2 separate regions of the Dromaius novaehollandiae genome follow, and region 1 is linked to region 2. Evidence: chromatin contacts called from public Hi-C data. All regions are on one chromosome and are shown on one strand. The core of a region is the stretch at or near the end of the contact, and the rest is flanking DNA. Distances in the headings are between cores, read along the strand shown. Region 1 holds the start of MID1IP1 (MID1 interacting protein 1). Region 2 has its middle 200 kb from the start of MID1IP1.

The links. A called contact is a pair of places that touch in the nucleus more often than the background predicts.
Region 1: a contact with region 2 is called in a Hi-C map of liver, with 10 times the contacts expected there. The contact joins the promoter of MID1IP1 here to the enhancer-like site in region 2. A contact is called at or near these places in 2 of 4 Hi-C or Micro-C datasets (brain and liver).

The regions. Positions count from the first base shown.
Region 1 is chr1:125,967,572-125,974,098 of bDroNov1.hap1, reverse strand. It overlaps MID1IP1 (MID1 interacting protein 1), which reads left to right and starts at 3,861. Exons shown (of 2, transcript XM_064497629.1): 1 at 3,861-4,082; 2 at 4,560-6,527. The coding sequence starts at 4,775. The coding sequence ends at 5,293. LOC112985480 (a long non-coding RNA gene) reads right to left here and starts at 3,341. Exons shown (of 2, transcript XR_010385123.1): 1 at 224-3,341.
Region 2 is chr1:125,762,717-125,768,976 of bDroNov1.hap1, reverse strand. No RefSeq gene overlaps it. Among named protein-coding and RNA genes, the nearest start is that of MID1IP1, 200 kb to the left of the region's middle. Within about 2 kb of position 4,711, at least 1 of the 2 cell types and tissues checked has open chromatin away from gene starts, as enhancers often do.

The DNA of each region.
Region 1 (6,527 bases), core at 2,612-5,111, 210 kb before region 2:
TAGAAGTCAGGCAAGCCCTTATCCAGAAAGGGCTGAACACCATCAACTCTCATTACTTCAGGGAGAATTAAAGGCCTTTAACTAACACAGTAACCTGTATCTGATTCTTCTTTTCCTAAATGGTGATATCAACCTATTCAAGTTGAATGGCATTTTAATCCCCACATTGCTGGGCTTGTATGTTTGGCACACTCCTTCCAGTTAAGGTGCTTGGTAAGGCTACCTTTGTATGTGGTCATTTTGGTTTCCTTATCCAGGATCCTGTGCGGGGCAAAGGTAACAGCTCACACATTCTCCGACTGTCAGTTATTGAATGTGCAAGCTTCCTCATTGCTCGGGACACAAGATAAGGGATTTCCAGTTTATTTCCGTTCCAGGCACTGCATGACCATGATAATCGGATCACACTAAAAAAGAAATATGTTAAACAAACGCTACTTTACATATTAAACTTCCTGCCACAAATGAGATCATCTTTTCTTAACAGGAGGGAAAAAGAGGTGTCGTTTCTTTTTCTCCATTGTATACAACTTTCATAATTACATAACGCTGAAGAAAGAAATATGTGCTCCTTTATTTCATTCTAACCAAGGAGCAATCAAACCTATTCAGGCTTGTGTTAATGATATACATTATACGTACAAGTGACATTTACACTGCATATCAAAACTGATCAGAACATAAGGAAGTTAAAAAAAAGAACGCTGATTGCCTTATGTTGTGAAGTTTGACTTCGGTATGATCTATCTCAGCCTAATGGATTAGACACATGCCTGCACAGGATAAAGCACTATATCAAAATGAGGTAACAATTACTTCTGAAGGTGGAAGCAGACTGAGTGCCGTTGTACATCTGGGAAACGGGGCAGGTGGTGGTGAAAATGGTTGTATATTCAAGTCATACTTTTCACAGTGTGGTTGAACAGAAGACAGTGCTCTCTCATTTGATGCTTTTGGTATAACCAAAAACTTCCTCAGTTTTGAAAAAGCTTCAACATTTACTGATGATTTCAAGCTGTATGTACTGTTTCTCTCAACTTTTTCTTCCTCCCCAGTCAGTACGTCCTAACCACAGGCAAATTCTTTGATTTTGTTTGAAGTTTTTCATTCTTTGCTTTAATTTGGACAGAAAAGGAAAGTTTTGCCATAAACCACTTTCTCTATTCCTAGAGATTTACCTCCTCTTCCAATTTATTGCATGTTCAGTACACACTGTATTTCAGTTAAAGGCAGCCAAACTGTTAATGGTGTATTAATGACGTATTGTGTTATATAAAGATGCAAGAATATGTTTTGGCCATTTTTCAAGCCTGATGAGCTTTTCTTTTTTTGCATTATAAATTATCTGTGAGCAGATCATGATTTTACACAAGTCTGTATTACTCGCAATTGTTTAACCACAAGCTTTTACAGTTTCTGTGTTGCTTGCAAAGGGTACTTGGCTGTGATTTGAATGGCTACTATTTGGAGCTTATTTTTTTTCAAAGTTGATTTGTCACTTAATTCACGTGGAATTAATCTTCTCCCTTCAGGCTGGGGACTGGGGAGAAGAGCTGATGACTGAGGCAACTGAGGAGTAACTAGAATAGAAGAGGCTGTGGGGAAAATGGAGGCACTGACCTCTATTTTGTGAGCATCTGCATTATAGTAGGAACCAAGCACCCCGGCCAGGAGCCCTGTTTTACTGGGCCCTGCTGCAATGGATTTTCTATTCCAAGCAGATACTAGCAGAAATACAACAGTATAACAGCCAATAAAGTGCATTGTGCGAAATCAAGATTGTGGGTGGACTGCAGCTGCTCAGGCTGATCCATTTTAACATTTCAACTATTTGCTAATTCTTTAGTCTTTCTGTCTCCCACCACGCTGCACACGGAAATATATACTTGCATGATTATACATATGTAGGGCTGCTTGTCATTCTACCCTCTGCTTGCAGCGGCCGTTGCGATTTGCCTTTCCCAGCGACTTACGGGGTTGATCCTTTCGGAGGAATTAGGCTTGTACTCCTCTCCACAACACTAGGCTCCCCGGTAGTATGAACAGTGTGGCTCCGGGGTTTTATCTGTTCCCCCCAAATCCTCCAAACAAAGGCTACAGGGCCCACGCTAACATCCAACGCCTCCGTTCATCAGAGGCCCGCTGTTTTCTTCGGCTTGTCTGAGGGTTATTTGGGGCCTGTAATCTTCATATGGATGTGGGTTTTTTTCCTCCTCCCTCCCCCCCAAGGACGTAATGTTTCTTTGCAGCCGACAAAACACTCGTTGTTAAGGCTGCGCCAGCGCCAAAAGCTGTGGTGTATTTTTGTCCATCAGCTGGGAGAGGAAATTGTCCTAGTTAAGCCTGGCAGCCGCTCGGGGAGGGGAGAGCCGGCCGCGGCCGTTGAGCGGCGGGTACTCCCGGCCGTGAGGTTCCCTCGGGTTCCCTCGGGGCGCCGGGCAGCCAGGCCGCGCCGGCCGCGCCGCCTCTCCGCGAGCTCGGCGGGGCAGGAGGGGGCCGCCGCGCCCCGCCCCTGCCTGTGGTTGATCCGTTGCCACGGCAACGCGCTCAACACCATTCTCTCCCGCGCGCCGTTTTCCACCTTCCCCACCCCCGCTCCCCGCCGGCAACCGCTCTACCCCACGTGACCCACGGCCGCTCTTCCAGATTGTTACCAGGGTCGCCCGAGCCGGCGGAGAAAGACTGCGGAGGGGGGGCCGCGTCTGATTGGCTGCTGCCAAGCCTCGCTGATTGGCACGTGGCGGCAGCGTCGGGCCAGAGGGGCGCCCGCCGATTGGCTGGGCCCGGAGGTGAGGCTGTGGGGTGATGCCGGCGGTCGCTACCGCCCCGCGCTTGCTGCCAGGCGGCTCGCGCGGCCTTGGCCATCACACAAAGGCAGCCCGCAGGGCGCGCGCACTGCCCCGCCCCCTCCTCCCGGGCCGGCACGGCGGGGCGAAGCGGGGAAGGGCAGCGGGGCCCCGGGAGCCGCGGCTCCTCGGCTGCCCGCGTCGACTGTGTGTCCCCGCCGGGGGACGCGGAGCGGGGACGGCGCGGCGCGCGGGCTGCCGCGGCATTATCTCCCGGCCGGGCAGCCCGTCACGCGCGCTGCAGCCAATGGGCAGCCGTGTAGAGCGGGGACAGCACGCGGCGCCCGCGTGTCCCTGCTGCCGCCTGCCCTGTCAGTCAGGCGGGTCCGCTGCCCCCCCTCGCCCCCCGGCTGGCCGCGGCCCCGCCCCGCCAACGGCCTCGCGCCCCTGCCTAGCGACGGCGGGAGATGGGGGCGGTGCAGCGCCGCGGCGACCACTCGAGCGCTGCTTCTGGGGGAGGGGGGAGGGCTGGCAGCAGCCCCCGGCGTCTGTAGCGCTGTCAGGGCGGCGGCGAGCGCGGTGCACAAAGCGCTCCTCATTGCCGGCGCGCCCCACGCGAGCGGGGGGTTGCGGCGGGCTGGTCTCTCCGCCCGGGGCTGTGGGGGAGGAATTTAAACATGGCTGGGGTGAAGGCGGAGGTGGATCCTAGACGACTCCTCTCCGGGCAGGGTGACGGGGAACTAGCCTCCTCCCGCTCGGCGGGGACGGCCGCCGCAAACCGCGCAGCGCCAGTGCACCCCTTCTGCTCAAGTGACGGCCGGGGCTCCTCGTCGCGGGGTGGAGACGGGGAGAAAGTCCTTTCTTGACGTCCTGCTTCCCCCGGGGACTGAGCCCGGCATTTGCTGCGCTAACGTCTGCACAGCCGGGACGCTCACTAGGTCCCGCCGGGACTGCGGTGGCTCCTCTCGGAGCGGCGGGCTGGCTGAGCCGCCGCCCGGCTCCGCTCGGCACGGGTCCAGCGCCACTGCCCTCCCCCAGCGAGAGGCGGAGCCGCCGCCCGCCTCGCCGCGGAGCTACTCGCGGTCAGCGGCAGCCGCCTTTATGGTGACTCGCTGCGCGGGGGCTGGCACTGGGGAACACCTTATTTTAAGATACGCGCTATAAATACCGCACCTGGGATGGGAGCGGAGCTACGGGTTGCAGCGGGCGGCGCGGGCTCCCGGCGAGGCGGGCGGCGGCGGCGGCAGCAGCAGCACCAGCAGCAGCACCCGGGGCGGTGAGCGGCTCCGGACCACGGTGGGTGCCTCGGACCCGCTCCGCCGGTCTCTTGCTTCAAGCCGAGCCGCGCTGACTTGCAGCCGCTTGTGTTTTAATTTGGCAGCGGGGCACCCTTCCCGTGCCGCCGTGAGCACCGGCGTGCGGCGGGGCCTGAAGGGAGCCGCTTTTTGTGTCGTCTCGTCTCGTTTTGGAGCGAGGGAAGCGGAAAGCCCCGGTCGCCAGCGCCTTCACGGGGCGTCCTGGGAGGCCCTCAGCGCGGGGGGGGGGGGGTAGGAGAAGGCGGGCGACTTGCGGGGGGAGGCGGAAAGGCGAAGAGAAACGACGGGGAGGGGAAGCCTAAAAAAGGAGATGGGGTTGCTGATAAAGCCGGCGTGGGGGAGGAGAAGAATGCGCCTCCGGGAGAGCGGTTTCGGGAGGAGACTAGAAGGCGGGATAGAGAGAGATGAGCTTCCGCAGCCCTTAATCTAAGCGCGCTACGCGCTCGCATCCCAGCAGGACTCTCTCCGGGCGTCGCAAGCAGCCGCCGAGCCGAGCCCGCGGCGGAGGGCAGCTGGTGGCGGCCGGTGGCTCTAGCGAGGAGGAGGAGGAGCAGGAGGAGGCGGCCCTCCGGAAGGCTTGGCCGCCCGCGCTCGCCCCGCAGCCGGCGCCGCTCGCGGAGTCCCGCCGCCGCCGTCCCCGCCGCCTGACAGCGCCGCCTGCGCCCCGCCGCCATGATGCAGATCTGCGACTCGTACAGCCAGAAGTACTCGCTCTTCAACGCCATGAACCGCTTCATCGGCGCCGTCAACAACATGGACCAGACGGTGATGGTGCCCAGCCTGCTGCGCGACGTGCCGCTGCTGCTGGAGGAGCTGGACGCGGCGGGCGGCGTGTGCCCCGAGCGGGACCCCGCGCTGCCCCCGGCCAACGCCGGCGCCTACTTCTCCCGCAGGGACATGTACAGCCACTACATGCTGCTCAAGTCCATCCGCAACGACATCGAGTGGGGCGTGGTGCAGCAGCAGGCGGGCGAGGAGGCCGGCCGCAAGAAGGACAAGCTGAGCGGCGGCCCCGCCGCGGACATTAGCCGCGGCCTCGCCGAGGAGGGCGAGGCGGAGGAGGACCTGGAGCAGCAGTTCCACTACCACCTCAGCGGACTCCACACGGTGCTCTCCAAGCTCACCCGCAAGGCCAATGTGCTCACCAACCGATACAAGCAGGAGATCGGCTTCAGCAGCTGGGGCCAGTGAGCGCGGGCCGCGCCGCGCCGCCGGCACCGCGGCGGGCGGGGAGGTGAAGATGGCGGGGGGCGAGCGCGGCCGCGGGGGGAGGGGCGCGGGAGGGCAGCGCGGCGGTGGCGGTTGGGGGCGTTGGGCGGCGCGGGAGGACGAGGCGGCGGCGGCGGCGGCGGCAGCGCCCGGAGCCGGGGCCGGTGGCGGCAGCGGGGCTTCCCCCTGCGGGCGGCGGCCGGCGGCGCTTTCCTGTTTTGCACTACTTTTATAACGATGATAAACGCGTGTGTACATGAAGCGTAAGGTCTCCTCGCATGCTCCTAGAACTGCAGTTATTTTTACCGACGCACAAACAGAGATGTAAATTAATCAGTACTAGTTTTATTAATTTTTTTTGTATGGTCTGGGGTGAGCAGTCGCTGCGCCTCTCTAAATGGGCAGGCTGAACTTGTACGTGTATGAGCCGGTTGTGTAGCTGGCCAGTATGAGGCTGAAAAAAAGCCAATGAAAATAACAACACTGGTGTAAAAGTACTCACATTACCCGGGACGAAGCCCAGTGGACTCGTGAACATGCCTGTGTCACTGGAAGGATGAAGGGTTCCCTGGTTGTACATGTATGGGAGTTTATTTAAAACTTTTTTTATTCAGATGTAGAGTATATTCTAAAATAAATGCGAATGTATTAGCTAAGTGACTTAACTTTTTTGGTATGATTTATGTTTCTTTAATTAAATAATATTTTTAACATCTGAAACTCATTTGTTGTTCTAAATTATTTCCAGCGCTGCCTTACTAGATACTGGATAACTTTGTTACATATAAAGAGTTTTTTTTCAGAGGGAGCAATTAGGTAGTGAAGATAAATCAGCATATCTAAAACTGATAAATGACTATACTTAATATATCATACACCGCCCGATTTTTGGGGAGCTATTTGAAACCAAGTAGTCCTGCTGCTCTGTATATATACTAGGGTAAAAGGTCAGTGCCTCTTTAACAAAATCCAAGAAGACTGGAGTCATGGTTACTTTGCAGATAGTGACTCAAGGAGGTTGGAGAGCAGCCTAGGAATGACTCTGCTTTTCAGGAGATATCTTAATGTATTGGGAGGGAGCTCTTTTTTTTTTTTTTCTTCCTCAAAATAGGGCTGGCACACTTGCCTCCCCGATTCCTTACATTACCTTCTCTTCTCTGTAATCCTCTTCGGTTACTAGGAATTAATTGGTTTTACATTATCCAAATCGTACTGA
Region 2 (6,260 bases), core at 3,462-5,961:
CTCTGTGTTGGTGGTTCTCTGACAACCTCACAGGTAAAATGTTAAAATGGAAAGAGCCCAGCCTTGAAAGTGCTGACCATCCTCATTTCCCTTTGATTTAAATGGGAGCTGAAGACACACAGCGCCTTGCTGGATTTGGCCCCGTGTCTGCAGATATTGGCTGATCTTCTCTGACTCGCTGTCAGGGCTGTCTTTTTTTCCATTTCTTTTCAACACAGAGATTTGTCTATGACTTCACTTCGAAAGGCAAACTAAGGCAAAGGCTATCCTTCTGGAGCCTTCCCTCTAAGCTCGTACTGTGAATAGCTTTAAAATTTAGCACGGTGATCCTGAATGGGTTTTGCCTGCTGACAAAAAGAGATCAGACGTGTGCAAATGAGATGTGGGCACGAGAACGGTCATGCTAAAACGTTTCTGAATTGTTAAAGAGGCGGGCTCCGAAATAGGAAGCTGCCAGGGGGATGCCAGCGTTTTTCAAACCTGTGAGTGGCTCTAAGCGGACGATAGAGCCTGGTTGCTTTCCACTGAGAAATTCCCTGAGGCAGGGAGGCAGTTGAACTACCCTGGTTATAACTTTGATATCTGAATGAATATCTGCTAGCCTCAGGCAACTGGGCTTCTGTTAATTTTGACCAGGGAGCATGATACACTGTGGCAAGCCATGTCACTTAGGATTGTGTCTGCTTAGACATGATGCCTCTGAGTAATGTAATTTATATTTCATGCACAATTGAAGCAGCTAATGGTATAATTCTCCAAGGGGGAAACAAGTTGTTACAGCATTAATTACATTGCAGTTGCCATTTTTTTTCTGCTCTGTGCAGAGTGCTTTAGAGTCATCAGCTCAACAACAGTATATCTGGAATTACATAAAAGGGTTTCTGCTGGTGCAGCCAAAGGGCAGGCTCTGGTTCCTGCTTTTTACTCGTAGCAGCCTGATTTTCTCTACTGAGGGCTGCTTGAACTGTTTGCTCTCTGGCCCCTACTTCCCAGCCAGCTCCTGGCTTGTGAGGGCAGGGTGCCCCTTGCGTGTGCAGCCAGAAACTGCAGCTTGACATTGAGACACAGGATTTGGATAAGCAGCCAGACGGGCAGAAATAGCATCACAGAAGTCAAGAGAGGATGCTGATCCTAGGTATCCCAAAAGGTGGCAAATGCTTAAATACCTTGGGATTTGATGGAGGACTAACAATGTGCATACTTATCTGTGTCCTCCGTGGCTCTCTGCTGTGACTGCGACTGCTAGGCAGGAAGGATAATTCAAGAAGCGTGGGAAGAGTGGATAGAAACGATAAAAAAAAAACCCTGATGTCTTTGCTAACGTGGCTCTCTCTTCGGTGCCGCAGCCCTGGAGAGGGTGCCTGGCCTTTTGTCCCTCTGCTTTTGCCACAACGACAGCAACAACAACGAGAGGACATCTGCAGAGGAGAGGAGCACAAACCTGCCAAAGAAAAGCAGCCCCCGGGGCAGTCACATGGAGCGAGACTCGTTTCTGGGGAAGAGCAAAGGGCAGTTTGGCAGGAGGGAGCCCCAGCGTCTCCGTGCCAGGGTGCAGGAGGCAGAGGGAAGCGAGGGCTCCAACAGAGCTGGGGAGACAGCGATGAAACAGTTGACTCGACCGGAGGGCGACAGGACTGCGTGTGGAGGGAAAAGCCCTCAGTGACCAGATGCGAGCTGCTGGGGCAGTGTCACGCAAGCAGAGCAGGTGAGGCAGCCCCAGGCCGCGGTTTGGGAACTGTTTGCTGCGTATGTGACTCTGGGCTGCAAGAGGTGTTTCTTCTCGTTTGCCTACAACATTGAAAACCACAGAGTGAGCGGCTGAGCAAAGAAGAGGTGTAAAAATAGAGTCGGAGTTACATATTGAGATACACCCAGGGCTGGATGTAACCTGAGAGCGCACTGCCATCAAAAAAAGGAGGAGGAGGGAGGGGGAAACGAAGGAGTAGGAATTACAAAATTTAGACTGCTATGAAAAGATCTGGATTAAAAATAAAATTGTTTGTGTGTGTTTTGGCCCAGCAGCACGTCTGGGATGGAGCATAATGCACTGTGATGCCAAGTACGAGGCTTGGATCAAGAGGAACATCTGTATTCCAGTTTCCCACACTGTCAGGAGACTGGCACTATTGCACAGACGACATCTCTAATCAGGAGGAGGAGGGGAGTGTGACGGGGTGGACGAGGGAGGTGGCCTTCGCCTGCGCTGAGAGCACTGTCTGTAGCAGTAAGCATCATATGCACCAAGAGCCAGTGACTATTCCCGTGGTCAGAAGCTGGTGGCCCAGATCAGAGCGACGTGGAGTCCCAGGAAGGATGCTAAGGGACATTCGTGTCCCTTGTGCTCAGGCACTAGTTTTGTGCAACTGCTTATTACAAACTAAAAAGAAAATGAGTGCAGAACTGTATGGAAAATGGTGCTGTGCACCTCTGCAGAGATATTCCAAGCATACCACGGGACATAAGATCTGAAGGAGGCAGAACTAGAAAATTATTTATTCACGGAGAAATGCAGTTTCTAGGAAGCCAAGACTATTCAGCGCAGTTGAGATTTAAACTGGAAAACAGTTTTGGCAGGAAACAATACTGAGAAATTGTTTTGAAAAATTCATTAATATCTAATTGTTTCATATATGATTTCCAAAAAGAAGTATTTGTGTGGAGAAGAGGAATTCAAGCACCATTCACTAGGGTACTCAAACACCATACTCCAAGCAGAGAAGGAGCACAAATGCACATATATACTATGCCCTCCAAGTGGTTAAATATAAATCAGTGATTAGCTAATGCTGGCGCATTAAGTATTCCTTGGTGTGGGGACTCCGCCTTTCCAAGCGGATGTTCTCCCCCGAGACTGTGGCATTCCTCATGGTTTCCCCCAACTCTGCGGCGATGTCATTATTTATAAAGGAGCAGGTGAGGGGGAGACCGTGACCCCCCATCCCTCCAGGATGCCCTGCTGGCTAATAGCTGGACAGTGTCCTGCAAGGTGAAATATCGTGTTTTAGTCCCTTTCCACAGCAAATGAACAAATGAACCCCTGCTCCTCTAATATTTTTTACTATGTGCCTTAGTGCACTGTTTTTATTTCCTGAAGTATTTGGGGTGTCCTTACACCTTTCTGGTGAAAGCAGTAGAGACATATCTTTTGTTCCTTTTTGAATCTAGCACTGTTTCTGGATTTAAGGAGCAGAACCTTTTTCTCTTGATCTCCAGATGAACCTGAAAAGCGCAGTGATCGGGGGGCGGGGGGGGGGGGGCGACCTGACAAAGATGCACCCCTGCAAGGTAAACCATATTGGTCTATGGCAGCCTTTCAGGGCACAGCTGTGAAGGTAGGTGCAGACAGACCCCCGTCTTCTCCAGCCACTCCAGCTGGCTCGACACAAGCTGTGTCCGGTCCAGAAGTCAGGTAGCCCCATGTCAGCTGGGGTCCAGCTCCAGACATGTGGGGGATCTGGCCTCTGCGTCAGCCTCTGAGCCAGCTCGGACCAAGCGCCCGGCAAGCCTGGTCTGTCTGTAGTCACTTGCAGCTCCAGCTCCGACCCAAAATGCTGATCATACACACAGATCTGCTGGATAGGTTGCTAAGAAAAAGCTGCAACAGAAGCCAAGGCTTGGGGTCCAGTGTCTGTACTGACTCTTTTATTTATTTATTTATCTATTTATTCTGATACAGGCAATTTCTGCCAGGGTTAGGGGGCCCGCTGCAGCTCATCACCTTTGAAAATCAGGCTAGCGACATGGGAACCTCCATGTGGTCTGAAGTTGCTGACTCCAGGCATCAGGGATTTTTGGTTGTTGTTTGTTTAAAATCAAAGCTGGAAGGTACGCTGTTCAGAGCTGGAGCTGAATTTCTGCTTAATCTCCACTTGCAAGAAAAGTGTGTCAGTTTTTCTTTTCCTTAAGCAGTGAAGTAATTAAAGGAAGAGCAAGGCAAATTTGCCGTTCTGGGAGCTGTTGCTGTATATCTGGGCTTCTGCAGAGAAAGCAGAGTCTTGCTATGAAGCTGTTCCAGCATGAATGTTTGGGCGATGTCAGAAAATACGCTGTTACTGATGAATCGTCAGAAGCTATGCTTTCAGATAGGAATATTCACCTGCGCTGCCATGTACCACGAAGGGTTCCAGCTGCTGCTATGTCCGATATATAATAATCCATTTTCAAACCCTCCTGCTCTGCAATAGCCAAGGATCTCTCCATTTGGAAGAAAGGGGCCACATTAACAACTAGACTGTAACCAGCACATCCTAAGCACATACATTCATCCCTCCCTAGGTGTGGACTTGGATCAGGGTTAGATTCCACATTCGCACCAGCTCCCCCCAAATCCAGAGGCATGTGTTTCCAGGATTTTCCAGGGCTCCATTTTTCAAATCTCGCATGGGAGGTTTGTCATTGCTAATAATTTCAGAGGAGCCCGTGGGGGCTGTTGCAGTGTATAAGGCTATAGTGACCTGTCTCAGCCTTTCTCTGTCCTCACTCAAGTGAGGTCCGCGTGAGCAACCGTCTTTCCCCACCAAAACTGCAACCCCAGCGCCAGGTAAAGGCACTCCAGGCATTTAAATCCAGCCGCCTCCAGCAAGTCCAGTCCCTTTCCTGCCCCTGCTCCGCTTCCCCCAGCCTGTTTTGCTTCGTGCGGAGGCGGTTCAGCGCTGCTGGCTTCCAGCTGGATCTGTGCCAGACTTGCGCGAGGAGCTCAGCTCACAGCTGGGAAGGCTGGAAAAAACAGCAAGAAATAGCCAGCGTTTCATAAGAAGCCTCGCAAGAGCTGGCTGCGCAGCCCTGCTCTGCAAACCAACGGAGTTCAGATAAGCTTTGACTAAGCATCCAAATTCCCTTTTAATTTCAGCCTTTTCTTGCTTTTGGCTTTGCACCAGCCTGGCAAGAGACCCAGCAGAGGGAATGGAAAAGAAGGCCTCAGTGTGCCTGGCTAAGAGAAACCTTACACTTTTACACATGCTGAAGTGATTTTTGCCCCAGTTTTAGGCCCCGTCCACGTCTGTAAATTCTCCCTAGAAAGCAAATGGTGACAGATTTGTGTTTAACCAGCAAAAATTTCCACCTAGGCTTTCTCTCAAAGTTAAACAGGTTTTGTTGTGTTTGCAAGTGCCAGCCCACAGGAATGGGGGATTGATCCTCTCAGCCTGTGTTGAGGCTGGTCCTGCCTCAGGGTCCTGCTGACTCAGGCAGGGACCTGATCCTAGGATCTGCTATCTCCCCTTGACCCACAGGCATCAACTTTTGCGTAGAAACCAAGGTGTGGAAAGCAGAGAAGGAGTAATGACTATTTGCTTCATGTCCTCGTGCCAGGATGGGACTCAGCCGAAAGATCCTGGCAAAATCCAAGAGTCCACCAATTTAGTCATCACAGAACAGAGTGAAGGCCAGTGGAAAACAGCCTTTGGTGGTTACTGGATGTGGATTCCTCAAGCACGCTGGAGAAGCATTTAGCCTTCATGTCCGTTCAGGACCTACCAAGCCTATCCGATGTATAGCTGGCTTACAAATAAAAACTCTCCACGAAGAAGCAGCCTGAAACCATCTAGTCATTTCACAAGAGACCCCACAAAGCTTTCAGAGTGTCATTTTTGATCTCTTTCAATCCTTGCTAGAAATACAAGCATCCTTTCTTGTGGCTAAAGTAAAAATTAGGCTTTGGTTTGGTTACCACAGGCCTACCACTGAGATACGATTTGCCATTATGGCAAAGAGCACTGCAGAGAAAGAAAAGCAGGACTCCAGCAAAGGATTTTTCTGCAGCTCTGGCCAGGCCTCCGTCGGTGTCAAGCTGTGTAAACGCTTATGCGTGTCAGTCGAGCACACGCCAGTTCAGTAAAGAAACCCGTAAACCACATACCCACCATACCCCATAAGCTGAAGTGCAGGGTGGAGTGGGTATGCTGCGAGCTCAGAAACACTTCTGCAGGGCTCGGCGGTGTTTCTGGAAAAGATCAGGGCTGGAGCTAACGGGAATCAGGGCAGTCTGGCTCACCCGTTTACAGGAGTCTCCAGAAAAGAAAATGCGCGACAGCCAAAAAACCCCTCCTGTGTACCAAAACGCATCTCAGATGAGCCTGCTTTATACAATAATCACTTTGTGTTGTATAACAATAGAAGAAAGCCTTGTTTCTGCACAAACAGAAGGCAATCCTTCTGGATTTAATGCAACAGCCATCTATAATGACGCACACAGTTCAACACAGACACAGGTAGCAGGGCACTTTGAGCTCATTCATATGAATACAATACCCATGGCAACA